3 separate regions of the Mus musculus genome follow, and all the other regions are linked to region 2. The links are chromatin contacts, called in public HiChIP or PLAC-seq maps. All regions are on one chromosome and are shown on one strand. The core of a region is the stretch at or near the end of the contact, and the rest is flanking DNA. Distances in the headings are between cores, read along the strand shown.

What was found. HiChIP or PLAC-seq counts read pairs in DNA pulled down with a chosen protein or histone mark.
Region 1: an H3K4me3 HiChIP or PLAC-seq map of embryonic basal ganglia shows a contact between it and region 2, with 4 times the contacts expected there. The contact joins the enhancer-like site here to the promoter of Ptpru in region 2. A contact is called at or near these places in 10 of 39 promoter capture datasets (the 3T3-L1 cell line, the HPC-7 cell line, cranial neural crest and 5 more), 2 of 15 datasets of contacts at CTCF or cohesin (embryonic stem cells and stem cell-derived epiblast-like cells), 26 of 484 Hi-C or Micro-C datasets (the HPC-7 cell line, Sertoli cells, cardiomyocytes and 8 more), 17 of 115 datasets of contacts at active chromatin or transcription factors (a beta-TC-6 cell line, craniofacial prominence, embryonic basal ganglia and 8 more) and 3 of 9 other capture datasets (adipose tissue, embryonic stem cells and pancreatic islet).
Region 3: a contact with region 2 is called in an H3K4me3 HiChIP or PLAC-seq map of embryonic basal ganglia, with 3 times the contacts expected there. The contact joins the enhancer-like site here to the promoter of Ptpru in region 2. A contact is called at or near these places in 10 of 39 promoter capture datasets (the 3T3-L1 cell line, the HPC-7 cell line, embryonic stem cells and 4 more) and 8 of 115 datasets of contacts at active chromatin or transcription factors (craniofacial prominence, embryonic basal ganglia, embryonic forebrain and 4 more).

Annotation. Positions count from the first base shown.
Region 1 is chr4:131,460,207-131,464,594 of GRCm38.p6, reverse strand. All of the region lies in intron 2 of Gm46723 (a long non-coding RNA gene), which reads right to left. It overlaps Gm35779 (a long non-coding RNA gene), which reads left to right. Exons shown (of 8, transcript XR_390804.2): 6 at 4,215-4,388. Among named protein-coding and RNA genes, the nearest start is that of Gm46723, 6.0 kb to the right of the region's middle. Within about 2 kb of position 2,769, at least 19 of the 459 cell types and tissues checked have an H3K27ac peak or open chromatin away from gene starts, as enhancers often do. A contact at or near this core is called in embryonic basal ganglia, embryonic forebrain and pancreatic islet, where this site is marked.
Region 2 is chr4:131,836,402-131,840,567 of GRCm38.p6, reverse strand. It overlaps Ptpru (protein tyrosine phosphatase, receptor type, U), which reads left to right and starts at 2,290. Exons shown (of 31, transcript NM_001083119.2): 1 at 2,290-2,484. The coding sequence starts at 2,412.
Region 3 is chr4:131,339,998-131,344,340 of GRCm38.p6, reverse strand. No RefSeq gene overlaps it. Among named protein-coding and RNA genes, the nearest start is that of Gm35634, 67 kb to the left of the region's middle. Within about 2 kb of position 3,085, at least 10 of the 459 cell types and tissues checked have an H3K27ac peak or open chromatin away from gene starts, as enhancers often do. A contact at or near this core is called in embryonic basal ganglia, where this site is marked.

The DNA of each region.
Region 1 (4,388 bases), core at 1,520-4,019, 380 kb after region 2:
TCTCCTTCAATACTACATCTGTCTGCATTCTACCATTCTTCCTGCTATGCCAATACTGTACCTCTGAAACTGTAAATCAGCCCCAATTAAATGCTATCCTACATAGGAGTTGCCTTGGTCATGGTGTCTCTTCACAGGAACAGCACAGTGACTGACTTACCAATTGAGCGATCCCCCAGCCCCAATTTTTTGTTTTTATCTTGAGTCCTTGCCTCAGATGAAGTAGGTTTTCACCAGTACCTATGACAATATTTTCTTTGCTCTCCTCTCTATACATGGAGGCCTATGGCTACTCAAGGACACTGGGAGGTGGGTGTGCTGCTTACGTTTGTTTATTTGTTTGTCTGTTTTTGTCAACTTAACACAAACCTGGAGGTAACCTCTACTGGGAAAATGTCTCCATCAGATTGCCTGTGAGCAAATCTGTGAGTCAGATTTTTGTATTAATGATGGATGTGAAAGGACCCAAGCCACTATGGGTGGTACCACTTCTGGGCAGGTGGTCCTGGGTGGTGTAAGAAAGGTTGAGCAAGCTCTGAGAAGCAAGCCAGTAAGCAACATTCCTCAGTGGCCTCTGCTTCGGTTCCTGCCTCGTGGTTCCTGCCTGAGTTCCTGCCCTGGCTTTTCCTTTATAATGAACTCTGATCCAACACATCATCCAAAAAAAAGGAAGGAAGAAAGGAAGAAAGAAAGAAAGAAAGAGAGAGAGAGAGAGAGAGAGAGAGAGAGAGAGAGAGAGAGAGAGAAAGAGAAAGAAAAAAGAAAAGAAAAGAAAAGAAACAAGACAACCACAAACCAAACCAAAAAACATCTCCCCCCAAATTCCAAACCTTTCCTCCCCATGTTGCCCTCAGTCACCATGCTTTATCACAGTACTAGAAAGAGAACTAAGACAGTGAATTCTTTGGAATTTCCAGTGTGTCACAGCCATTGCCTAAGTGGTCACTGGGGGAAGTTTCTTTTTGTCCCTTGGCCTTCCCTGGGAGGCCCCAGTGAGATTTTGTATGAAGCAAGCTCACTGCATCCTGGCCATCCTGAGTCTGAGTTGGTGTTGCATGAAGAAGTTCACTACTTAGAGGCAGATGGCCAGCGTTCAAGAGACACCAGGCAGATCATGTCCTGGTTACATCACCTCAGAGAGAGCCTGAAGGCAGATGTCCTGGCCTTGGTACCCTGAGGCAAGAGCCTAAAGCATTGGCCATCTCCAGGACAGAAGAGGCTGGCTCACATAACCAGCCCCCACCTGGCTCCAGGAGACTCTCAGCATAGTCTGTAGATTCCTGAGACCTGTGAGCAGGAAAAGACTCAATTCAAAGTCACTTGGAGAACTTTGAAGGGGGAACACCCCCGTAACTTAGCTTTTAAAAAGTTGACTTGCTTCTCATTTGGGGCTAATGTGGCTTCTGTGTCATTGACTTCAGCTTAGGACATTCCTCTTCACAGGGTCCCATCCTTTTCCCAGGCCCTATTGCCAACAGCAAAGTAATAATGTCTGACCTTCTTGTCCTGGCATCTGCCATAGACTCTACTTTCTATTTTCCATACCTGGTAAGGTGCTACCCTTGTTGTCCCCACCAGCTGCTCTCTTGTTAAGCATGTATGTGCCTTACACACACAGGTGTGTGCACCAGCACATTCATATCTATGGCAAACCACGCGCATACATGTATGCATTCCAGCCTTATGTACATACATGTGCATGTGTGTGTGCACATCTATGGCAAATACACGTACTTGCAGATGTATATGCTCAAGCACCAACCTTATGCACACACACACACACACACACACGTGTGTGTGTTCATACCTATGGCAAACATGTATACCTGCAGACAGGCATCTTCAAGGACACTCACTACTCCACTCACACAAGTTCTCCCATCCTTCCTCTTTGGATCTTCCCAGTGTGAGAGTCCCACTTCCAATCTTATGTCCATATCATGAGGCTAAAGGAGAGTGGGCCTGAGCTGAATTAAATTCTAATCATCTCTGGAAGGAAGCCAATATCACAGGGGATAATGACAATGATTTAAAATGTTGAATGCCTGAGTGAGGGAGTGGGTGGTGAGTGGGTGGGAGGTGGATGCTAAGGGACATTGCAGGAAGAGAGGGTCTTGGTATATAGATCCTGTTCCAAGCTCCACATCCCCAAAGTCTCCATGCCCATGTGGGAATCTCTGGGGAGAGGGGGGGGTTCCCACCACGTGGCCCACATCTGTTGGGGCCTCAAGGTTCTTGAGGAGCTGAGCTGAATTCAAGCTCCAGTCCCCTATCCCCGGTCATGTGATCCTACATGAGAGAAATGTAGTCCTCCTGTAGCAGGCCGGTTCTCCCTTCTGCAGACCGGAATCTGGACAGGATGAATGTGGAACCCCGTGCAAAAACCATTCTGGGGACTACAGGACCCTGGCTCAGCCGCTGGGATTTCTGATCCAGCTAAAACCTGGGGCCCGCCGTGTCCAGCCATGTCCAGCATGGCTTCCTCCCCTGCATCCCAAGTAGAGCTATGGCGTGCAAGCGAGACTTCCCTCACTCCAAACCAGCCTAGCCTGCTCCAGAACTCCAAGCCGAAGGAACAGAGTGAGGCTCTCTCTTCTCAGCGAATGCTTAATGGGCCCCAGGCTGGGCAGACTTGACAGTTGTAATGAAATCGGTTCATTACACCCTCTACACAAGAGCCGCTTAATGAACATGCAGCCCAAGGCACTGAGGCCTCTAAGCAAATGCAAATGGAACTATGTACACGGCCATTTAATTAGCAGGGAGTGGAGGCAATGGAGAGAGAGACACCAGAGGGTCAGGGGGCTGGGAGGAGAAAGGTGTCAGGAGAGGGGTAGAGGGGGTGGGGAGGAAAAGAGAGAGTGAGCTGGAAAGGGGATGGTACCTGGGAGGCTGGGGAGCTGGGGGCATGGTCAGCTTTCCCCTGGAAGGCGAGGATCCCAGGCCCTTGTTTTTGTTACATATAGCACTGGGGGCTGGGGAAGCCACCATGGAAGAAGACACATGAGGTCCTGCCTCCCTGGGATTCACAGTCTGATGGAAGAGGCAGGCATTCCGCAGAGCATCCAATCGAATCAATGACCCCTGGAAGCTTAGGTGAGCTTCCACTGTAAGAGCCTGCTAAGGGATAGGCAGAGCCCTGGGGCTGGTCTCATCTCCCAGTCACAGCTGGCTGCAGGCCTGTGGCAAGTGAAATAACTTTCTATGCTCTTAGTTCCTGTCTATTAAACGGAGATCCTAGACAACTGCCAAGAACTAATTGTTTATTAATAGACTGCCATCCTTACAAAAGTGTCTAGTATACAGTAAGTACCCAATAAATGCTTGCTATTATCTTAAAAGCTATAAATGGAAAGGAGAGATGAGAAGCCCTGATCTTGATCAGTAAATTAGAGTGCTTGTCCCCTTGGCGGTGCCATGAAACTGAGTGCTGAAGAAGGCCAGAAGTTGGCCATATTGTATGTGAGGGTCCCCAGAAGCCATACTTCCTTCCTTCCCTCCCTCCCTCCCTCCCTCCCTTCCTCCATCCCTCCCTCTCTCCCCTCTGCCCTTCCCTTCCTCTCTCCCTCCTTCTTTCTCTCCCTCCCTCCCTCCCTTCTTTCTTTCCTTCCATCTCTCTTTTTTTCCCTTTCTTTGAAACAGTGTCCCCTGTAGCCCAGGCTGCCTTTTAACTCCCTATGTAGCCAAGGATGACCTTGACCTTCCCAAATGCTAGGATCACAGGCATGTACCGCCATGCCCCATCTCAGGTTGTACGTTTTTCTGGGGATCTAACCAGAGCTCTGTGCCTACTGGGCTAGTCCTCTACCAGCTGAGCCATATCACTAGCTCCCAGCCCCCACCCCCCTTTTGACTCATTCCCTGTCAGCAGGACTGAGTCCAAGTTTGTTCTCCAGAGTGAACAGGCCTGGAAAGCACTGTACAGGCCACATAGATTGATAGTTAGGACCAGGAAGAAGTGGGCATCTGGGGCCACAGGTTCTGTAACAGGCCTCTGGGGAGGGAGGGACAGCACAGGGCAGTGGAGCAAGGTGATAACCACCAGGCTCTCCAGCTGAGAACCAGGCCTCCAAGACTCCAGTCTCTAACCCATCTCTTTCTGACTGTAGCTATTCCCCCGGGGCACCCAAGCAACCATGTGACCCTCCTCTTGACCCCAGCAGCTCTGAGAAGTGACCAAGAGCTTGTCTGTCCCTTCCTCCACCTCCATATAGGAATGCCCTCTCTTGGCCGCCTCTTGCAGAGACACAAGATATCAAACTTGTGACAAGCCCCACCGCCCCCTCCTTCCCAACCCTGGGCTGGAACCCCCTTGGGAGAGTCCCTGAACATCAGCTGCCTGCACTCCTCTGCGCCTGATCTTCCCAGAGCAAAGAAGCACCTACCCC
Region 2 (4,166 bases), core at 1,041-3,540:
ATGGACTGACTGAGTGACCTTGCGCAAATACATCATGCTCTCTGATTCTCAGTGTCCATACCTCAAAACTTGAGATTAATAAAAAGAGCAAACAACAACAACAAAAACCAAACAAAAACCAAAACCCCAAAACTTCAGTTCTCCCCCCCTCCAACGCACAGCCGGCTCCGGGTTGCCAGATCTCTCTCTGTTTCAGCATGTCTTTCTGTCTTGCCCATCACTTTTCCTTCCTCTACCTCTGTCTCATGGTGACTCTCAGTTTAATGCTCGGGTCCTCGAGAGCTGTGTCTTTGCTTCCTTGAGCAGCAGTTTGAGGACCCAAGGAGACCAGGGATGCTCAGTTCTTCCTTTTCTAGCCTCAGGGTAGCTTCTCAGTGTGAGCCAACTGAGGGAAGAGACAAGAAATAGGGAGGCCTTACAGACGCCAAGACCTGTACTTAAATGAGTTCCTTCAACATCTCTGCCCATTAGTTGTTGGGGGGAATGAAAGTAATAAACCAAAACTCAAGACTCTCCAGCGGCTGATCATTTTCTTAGTGTTTATTGACTCAAAATGTCTTCCGTATTCGGCTTTCTGTGTGGTCTGCAGGCCCTGGCAACTTTTCCAGTTGCACCTGCCGTTCCTCTTCACCCTTCCATTCGGGCTCCCTCTTAGACCAAGGCTCGCGCTTCGGGCTGGCTGCAGCGTTCCTTCCCATTGGTCTGGCTGGCTGCAGCGTTCCTTCCCATTGGTCTGGCTGGCTGCAGCATTCCTTCCCATTGGTGTGCTTGAGGCTGGCTCCTCACACGTCAGGTCTAAGATCACGTGGCATGGGGTCACATCCTTGGCAAAGGCGTCTGTCTTGGACTGTCTTTTCTGAAGCGTGACCCGACCCCCCCCCCCCATCTTTTAGTGTTCCTTGTTGCAAGAGCTTCATTTCCTTGAGGGCGCATGCCTCAGACTGAAGTTCCATATGTATTTATTTATCTGCGGCATGAAGTCTTCGTGAGAGCAAGGGCCCTCTCTGTAAGTACTCATCTATCAGTTACCCGCTCATTCATTACTCATCGAGTATGCGGGATACCAGGCCCCGGGGGAAAAAGCTTCCCTAGGGGGACACACATTCTAAACATGGGGGATATATACCAAGTCCATCACATAGCAGGCAGTCTGTTTAGAAGTGCAGCGATCCACTTTCCCTACTGTAGGTTCCAACCCCCCCCCCCACCCTCTCCTGCATCTTCCTCCTGAATGTAAGCTTCATGAGGGTGGGGATTTTAAAAAATATTTAAATTATATTTAAAATATAATTTTATATTTTATAAATATACACGGCCAGAAGTGCTGGTCTGATGCGCAGTTACAGGTGGTTGGACAAGGGTGCTGGGGATCCATCCTGAGCCCTTTGCAAGAGCCGCGTGCACGCACCTAACCACTGAGCCGTCTCTCTAGCTCCCGGAGATCAAGCCTTTGTTTTTTAATCTCCTCGGTAGTCTACAGTCATCACTGAACCAACAAGCCCATATCTATTCAGTATTTGAGAAGCAAATGGGTTTCCAGATGTGAGTCGGTTTTTGTTCGTTTGTTTACACATTTCGAACCAGACAACCTTGATTCAGATCTTGGTGTCGCCTCATACTGACACATAATCTTGAAAAAGTCACGCTCTATGATCTCAACTTTCTCAACTGTGTAATGGCATTAGAATGGTGTGTGTCCCCTAGGGCAATAGTGAAGATGAACAGAGTCCCAGAGAGAGGCACACATGGCACCTGGTCTTAAGTAGCCACTGACAACTATGCTGGTGGTTGTGCAAAAACTTGGACGGGGCAGAGTTCCAAATCTACTTACTCCGAGTAGCCGGAGGCTACTGTAGAGGCACGAGCGTCAGTAAGAGAGAAGTGAATTTCATATTACTGAAAGTAAACGGCAACATTCCAAAGGCCCAACAACGTTTCAGGTAGATGAAGAGTGCTCTGTCATTGGAGGGAGCTGGGAGTTTATGTTCAGAGTAGTCAAGGTAGGAAAAACTTAAGCAACTGAGGGAACAGAGGAGCCAAGGGTTCCTGGGTTACAGTCTCAGCCGTGGGCAACGGATGCGTTGAGAGTGCCGACCTGAACACCGGCACCGGCCGATGGATCTTGTCGACGGGGTGCGAGAGTGGGGGATGGGCACGCCAAGGCCGGCGGGCCCAGGGAACCGGGCCGCAGCGCGCGACACCACCAGCAGGGGACGCCTCGAGACCGCGGAACTCGCGCCCGGGGGCCTGACGTCAGCGCCCCGCTCGTTCGGGCTCCCGCTCTGGACTCGGCGCCAGTCCCGCTCCGCGCGGCACTGCTCCACTACGGCTCCCGCTCGCCTTGGGCTCCCGGTCGGGCTCCGGAGGCGTCGCCTCCCCAGCTGCGGGTCTCCAGGACCTAGGCGGCGGCCATGGCCCGGGCTCAGGCTCTGGTCCTGGCGCTCACCTTCCAGTTCTGCGCGCCTGAGACCGAGACTCCCGCAGGTAAGCGCGCGCGGTCCCTCCAAGCTTATCCCGCGAGTGCCCGGGGGGCCGGGGATGGCTTGTCGCTGGTGTCGGAGTGCTCCAAGCTTCTGTGGCCGCTGTGTCTGTAGTTTGTGTGCAAACTGAGGTTGAGTGTGTACCGCGGATGCGAGTGTGCTGGTGTGAGTGTCGCCTGCGTGGAGCACCGGGTGTGCGCTGGCTCATGTTTGTCCACGCTGCCAAGTGGGTTGTGTATCTGAGTTTCAGTGGCTTGGCTAGAGTTGCGTCTGATCCTGTGTTGCATTTGTTGGCTTTTTTTTTTGTATTCCCTAGGCGGGAGTACTGTTTGTTGCTGGTGCGTTTGAAAACCCGCGTGTTTGTTTATGCCTGTGCTGTGAGGACTCGGTGGATTGTGCCCAAGTGTGGGCCCGAGTGTGTGTGGTGTGTGTGTGTGTGTGTGTGTGTGCAGTCGTGGGAACCGGGTCGGAACCTGTGTGAGCTCTGTGCCCACGAGTGACCCTGTGGGAGTATTTGGGGTGTACGATGCTGTGTGGGTCCGTGTGAATGTCAGGGATGCGGGGAATACGTATGGGGGAGCGTGTCTGGAGTGGATGTGAGTGTGTCGGTGAGCGATGGTTTCGTGGCTAGGGACGCTGCGAGCTTGGGGTGCTCCTAGGCCGTGGTCGAGTGTGGCCGGGACCCGAGGGTGTGTGTGCATGTGTGTGTGCATATGTGAGTGTATGTGTGATCGCGCGCGCGCGTGTGCGTGGCGCACCCGGCCGGAACAAGTTGTCGCGGCGGCGTCCCCCGGAGGCTGGGGCGGCCCTGCGGCTGGCGAGGGAAGGAACGGGGAGAGACGTGGCTGTAGCCGCCGACTCCGACATTTCGGGCGGTTTGTTGTTTCGCAAGTTCCGAGCGGCGCTGGCTGGCGGCTGATCCGAGGAGGCGCCAGGGCCGCGGGGCGCCCGGGATGGGGAGGGCCGTGGGGCGCACCCGGTTGCGGGCGGGGCTGCGGCGTCGGGGCCCCCGCAGGGCCTGGCTGGAGGCCTCGGGACAGCGTCCCCATCGTAGCTCGTCAGAGGCGTTGGGGACGCCGCGGTCCCCGGGGACGCTGCCTGCGTCTGCTTTGCAACTTTGTGCGGCCTCCCGGCCAGTCGGGCACGCGCGTGCGGACGTGTGTGTGTTGTGTGTGTGTGCGTGTGTGCGTGTGTGCGTGTGTGTGTGTGTGTGAATGTGTGCATGGGCCTCCCCCTCGGCCTGCGGTGAGATCCCGTGCTTGAGTGTGCTTTGGAGCCTGGTGTCCTATGGAGGGTGTGTGCGTGTGCGTGCGTGCGTGTGTGTGTGTGTGTGTGTGTGCATTCCCATGTCTGAGTGTGTGTCCAGTGACTGTCTGTGCGACCGCGAGCGCATCGCATCGTGTGCTCTGTGAATGGAGTGTCAGTGTGCTTCTGTGTGTGCGCGCGCGTGGTCCACCGTCCTTTCCTGAGGCCTGGACCTCAGGCCTCGGCCCCTCTGGCGGGCGTGTGCCGGTCCTCTTCCAGGGTTTCCTCCTCCCCTGGCTCCCGCCACCGGCGTGAGGTAGCTGGGAGTCGCCCCGGGTGGAAGCAGAGCCGAGACACGCGCTGCCGCCTTGGGCCCAGGGAGAGACTCCAGGTCGCCTGCCTGCCCCAGACAACTGGCCTCCGGGGATCTCGTTCACCGCC
Region 3 (4,343 bases), core at 1,836-4,335, 500 kb after region 2:
AGAAGGTAACTAAGGTCACTAAGTAAAGGGTAGAGTTAGAGGTGTTGAGCTGGGAGTGAAGATAAGGGCACGTTAGCTGCCACAGGCTTAGAAGTGCTCAGCCATTGAAAGAAAGCATATTAAAAATAAGTTCATGTGTATGTGTCTTTCATCCATGAATCTGGGTGGGGCTGGCAGTGTAAAGTGGAGTGTAAAGTGGGGTAGTAGTAACTACATGCCACAAACTGAGTGCGTGGCTCAGTTAGCATGGTACTTATATAGTCTGTTCCCAGTTGAATTCAGCACCACACAAACTGAGCATAGAGGTGCATCCATTAAACCTAGTACTGGGAAGGAGGAGGCAGGGGGATGAGAGGAGAGGCAGCCTCTGTCTATAGTGCTAACCAGACAGAAAAGATGTTGGAAGGAATGAGGATAGAGAGGCCCTTCTCAAGGCCAGGGATGTTCGAGGGCTTTCTAGGAAGTACAGAGTTGTTACTAAATGGCTTCCATGTCTTTGGGCTTGCCAAGAGGCAGTGCCTGAGAGTGCTGACAGAGACTGTTTGCTATTTGAGGTGGCAATCTCCAAGCAGCCAAGTGCTCAGATGCTGCCTGGCTTCTTGGCGGGGAGCCGTGAAGTTTGGGAAGAGAGGTAGGACTTTAATGAAAAGGGCAGTGGAACATAAAATGGAGAATTCTCAGCGTGGCCATGTAAAGAACAACAACAAAAGGCATATTTGAGTTATGGTCAGGTGACCGCTGATCAGGATTTCAGTAGAATGAGAACATTGGGTGAGGAGGGGCACGGGCATAGCATTACAGGGTCTAGAGAGTTGTATGGTACAGGCACAGGCTCTACAGCCAGTCTCTATGGCTGGGGGCTCTACCATTGAGTCTTTTCTTCTGGGTGAGATGACCGAGGCCACTGACCCAACCTAGGTCCGAGGGACAGTGAGGCCATCAGAGTGCTGTCATGCTTGGTGAGGTGGCAGGGTATGTCTCAGGGAACACTTGTGTTTGGATGTTCAAATGGGAACAGGAGGAGGTGACATTTAATGCCCATCACAGAGATGTCAGAACACAGCCCATCTGGTGGGTTTCCAGCCCACCTTTCCACTCATGAAGAGACAAGAGGCCTCTAGCCTCAGGCCAGGCATCCTGCCCACTATATGCTCTGGCTCTAGTAGAAGGAAACTCCTCCAGGATGGACTGGGAGATGTGGCATGGCATGTTGGAATCTGTTTGGAAGTGTCCCCAAAGTGTCATGCTAAGGGCTGATTCCCAGTAAGGCAGCATTCAGAGGTGACTGGGCCATGAGGCCTCTCACATCATGAGAGGATCAATCTGTGGATTGGTCCACAGCTCAGTGGACTGTTGGGAGGTGATGAAAGCTTAGCTGGTGAGTCCAGGTTGGAAGTAATAGATTGCTGGCCTCCTCCCTTCCCCTTCCCCTTCCCCTTCCCCTTCCCCTTCCCCTTCCCCTTCCCCTTCCCCTTCCCCTTCCCCTTCCCCTTCCCCTTCCCCTCCCTCCCCTCCCCTCCTCTCCCACCCCTTCCCCTCCTACCCACCCTCACTCACCTTCCCCTCCCCACATCTCTTTCTCCTCTATTCCCTCTCCTCTTCCCCCATCCTCTCTATTTCCTCCTCTCCTCTCCTCTCCTCTCCTCTCCTCTCCTCTCCTCTCCTCTCCTCTCCTCTCCTCTCCTCTCCTCTCCTCTCCTCTCCTCTCCTCAACCACAGGCTCGGATAACCTATTTCTTGATACACTCAGTCTGCAGGATCCGGTTATTGACAACAAAAAGCAGACTACGCATCATGCACCTCATACCCACCAAAGGCGCTGATGGATGGATGGATGAACCAGGAACAGGGTACACCTGTTCATGGCTTTCCTTTGGGTTGTTGTGTTCTGGTAGAAGCTGTCTGAAGGGCAACATCCAGCCATTTGGGGGGATGTTCAGTGTCCGGACTCAGAAGCTAATAAACAAGTACAGCTAAATGCAGTCACCCTGGGGAAAACAAGCCAGGGCGGGAGGGGTTCTGAGGACCTTCTCCCGCTGTGTGGGACAAGATTCAGATCTGGGGTCTGTGTGCTTCCGAGAACAGTAGGTGCTGGCTCCTGGTATAGCCTCTATCTTTTCTCCACCCAGAAAAAGAACTACATCCCTTCCCAGAAGAACCCCAGGAGAGGTATGGGTGAGCCCCAACCCCATGCCTACCCATCTCCAAAGGGGCGTTTCTATTCTGAATCCCTCCTCTACATTCCAGCCAGATAGGATCTAGCCTGAAAGTTCCTTCTGCCTCCCCTCTGGGATCCAAGCTTTCACGGTAACTTCCATGGAGGCTTTGAGGGTGATTTTATAAACCAAGTCACATGGGGTCACTTACAATTCAGTGCGACTTTGGAAACCTTGAGTCACCAAACTGCACTGAGGAGGTGGCAAGAGCCCACAGGTCTGTCTGCTGCTTCCTCCTCTGCCACCTTTTGCTGTCTCCTCATTACCAGGACACATCACACTTCCTGGGTCCTTTGTTAATCCATCCGTCACTTCCTCACCACCTCAAGCTCTTCGAACACTCTGTTCCTGATACTTAGGTCATGCTGCCCTTCCTCAGGGAGTCAGCCAGCTCCTTTGAGGGTCAAGTTAAATACTAGCTCCTAATACTCCTCCCCTAGCTGTTAGTTCTCCTTATTATCCTCCCTCATGTCTCTTAGTACACTGACTGTCCTCACTGCAGAGGTGGTGACACATATTGTGTGCCTCTTGTTTGAGAGGTCAGATCCTTTACTGACTCTAATTCCCAGGAGGGCAGCTCCTTGCCTCAGTCGTATCTTGCTCCCTGCCACACAGACAATGCTCAGGAATAGCCCAGAGCAGTGTGTGAAATCTAAGATCAGCAGTGGAGAGAGAGAGAGAAAGAGAGAAAGGGCTGGGCTCTTTAAGCGAAACAGGGATAGCACAGTGGCAATGATTGTTTTTATTTGGGAGATGTTTTGTTTTATCTTTTAATAACTCTCGTCGCATAATCAGCTGGTAATTACAGCTTCCGCCTCTGGATTGTGCCTCCCTGGCTGTGCCGGGTGGTGGGAACTGGTTCATATTTAATCTGCCTTTGAGCGGGAGTGCTCCCAAGGGAGCTAGCTCTTGTGGGGTGTGAGGTTTAATTCTCAGGGATGTTAATTAGAACAAAAAACACCCGAGCTCCAAGCAGGGCTGCTGGGCCCCTGGTGACTAGAGCAGAGCCCTCCCCTGTCCCCCCCCCCCAGCCTGAATGCCTCCCCCACCTCCCACACACCCAGCACCACATCCACCTGCCTATTTCCCAGGTAATTCTCAGTCCTGCCCTGAACCGGGCAAAAGGCTGGCCCTTCCTCACCTAGGATGCCTCTGCCCATCTGCCAGGAAGCCACCCAGCCACCACCAGCTAAAGGAGACTTGACTAACACATGTAACTGTTGTGCTTCCAGCTTCCTGGACGCTCCAGGTAATGAGGAAGCAGAGGGTGGTGTGAGAGAGAAAGGCCGTTACTGACTAGTTCGCTCCATTGCCCATCCGAAGTGGACAGGGCTCCTCTCTACTCACCCCCCTCATCCTCTCCTCTCTCCACTGCCTGGGTCTGTTCTCACCAGTTGCGTTCCAGAGAGGAGCCCTACCCCGGGCCAGGTTGCAGAGACCAACTTTGAGCTGTGGTTCCCTCCATCTCTGGATGGCACTATGCTATAGGGCAGAGCGGGAGCCATGTTCACTAGTGGACAGGAGAACCCTGGTTTCTCCTCTCCCCATATGGGGTCCACTGCTTCCTTGGAATACATAATTTATAGTTATGTAGGGGAAGCCCAAAGCAAAGGCTGCTGAGACCCTCACAATGTACGGACTGTATGCACCTCTGTCCCGGGAGGAGAGAAGACTGTCCCTAGGAGGAGTGGGCTGGGAAGGAGGAATGAACTGTGAGAAACCAGGATTCTTCAGTCCTCTTAGTGAACATGGCTCCCCTTCCACCCTATAGCAAAGGGTCTTCCAAGATGGAAGGAATCGAAGCTCAATGTTGGTCTCTGAAACCTGGCCAGGGGCAGGGCTCCTCTCTGGAACTAAGCTGCATGAAATGGGTGATGAGGAAAGGAACCCTTGGGGAGTCTCAGACGCCACATGCGGAGACAAGCTCTGATCCTGAGGGTTGGGGACAGGAAGTTCTGGGGAGACTGTTTGGGGGGTTTATTATTTACTTATTTATTTTATTATTTTTTATATATTTGCTTTTACTTTTGATTTTATCTTTGAAACAGAGTCTTATTTCATACACCAGGCAGGGCTTGAAGCCAGAGATCTAGCTGCTTCTGCCTCCCAATTGATAACTGCTGGGAT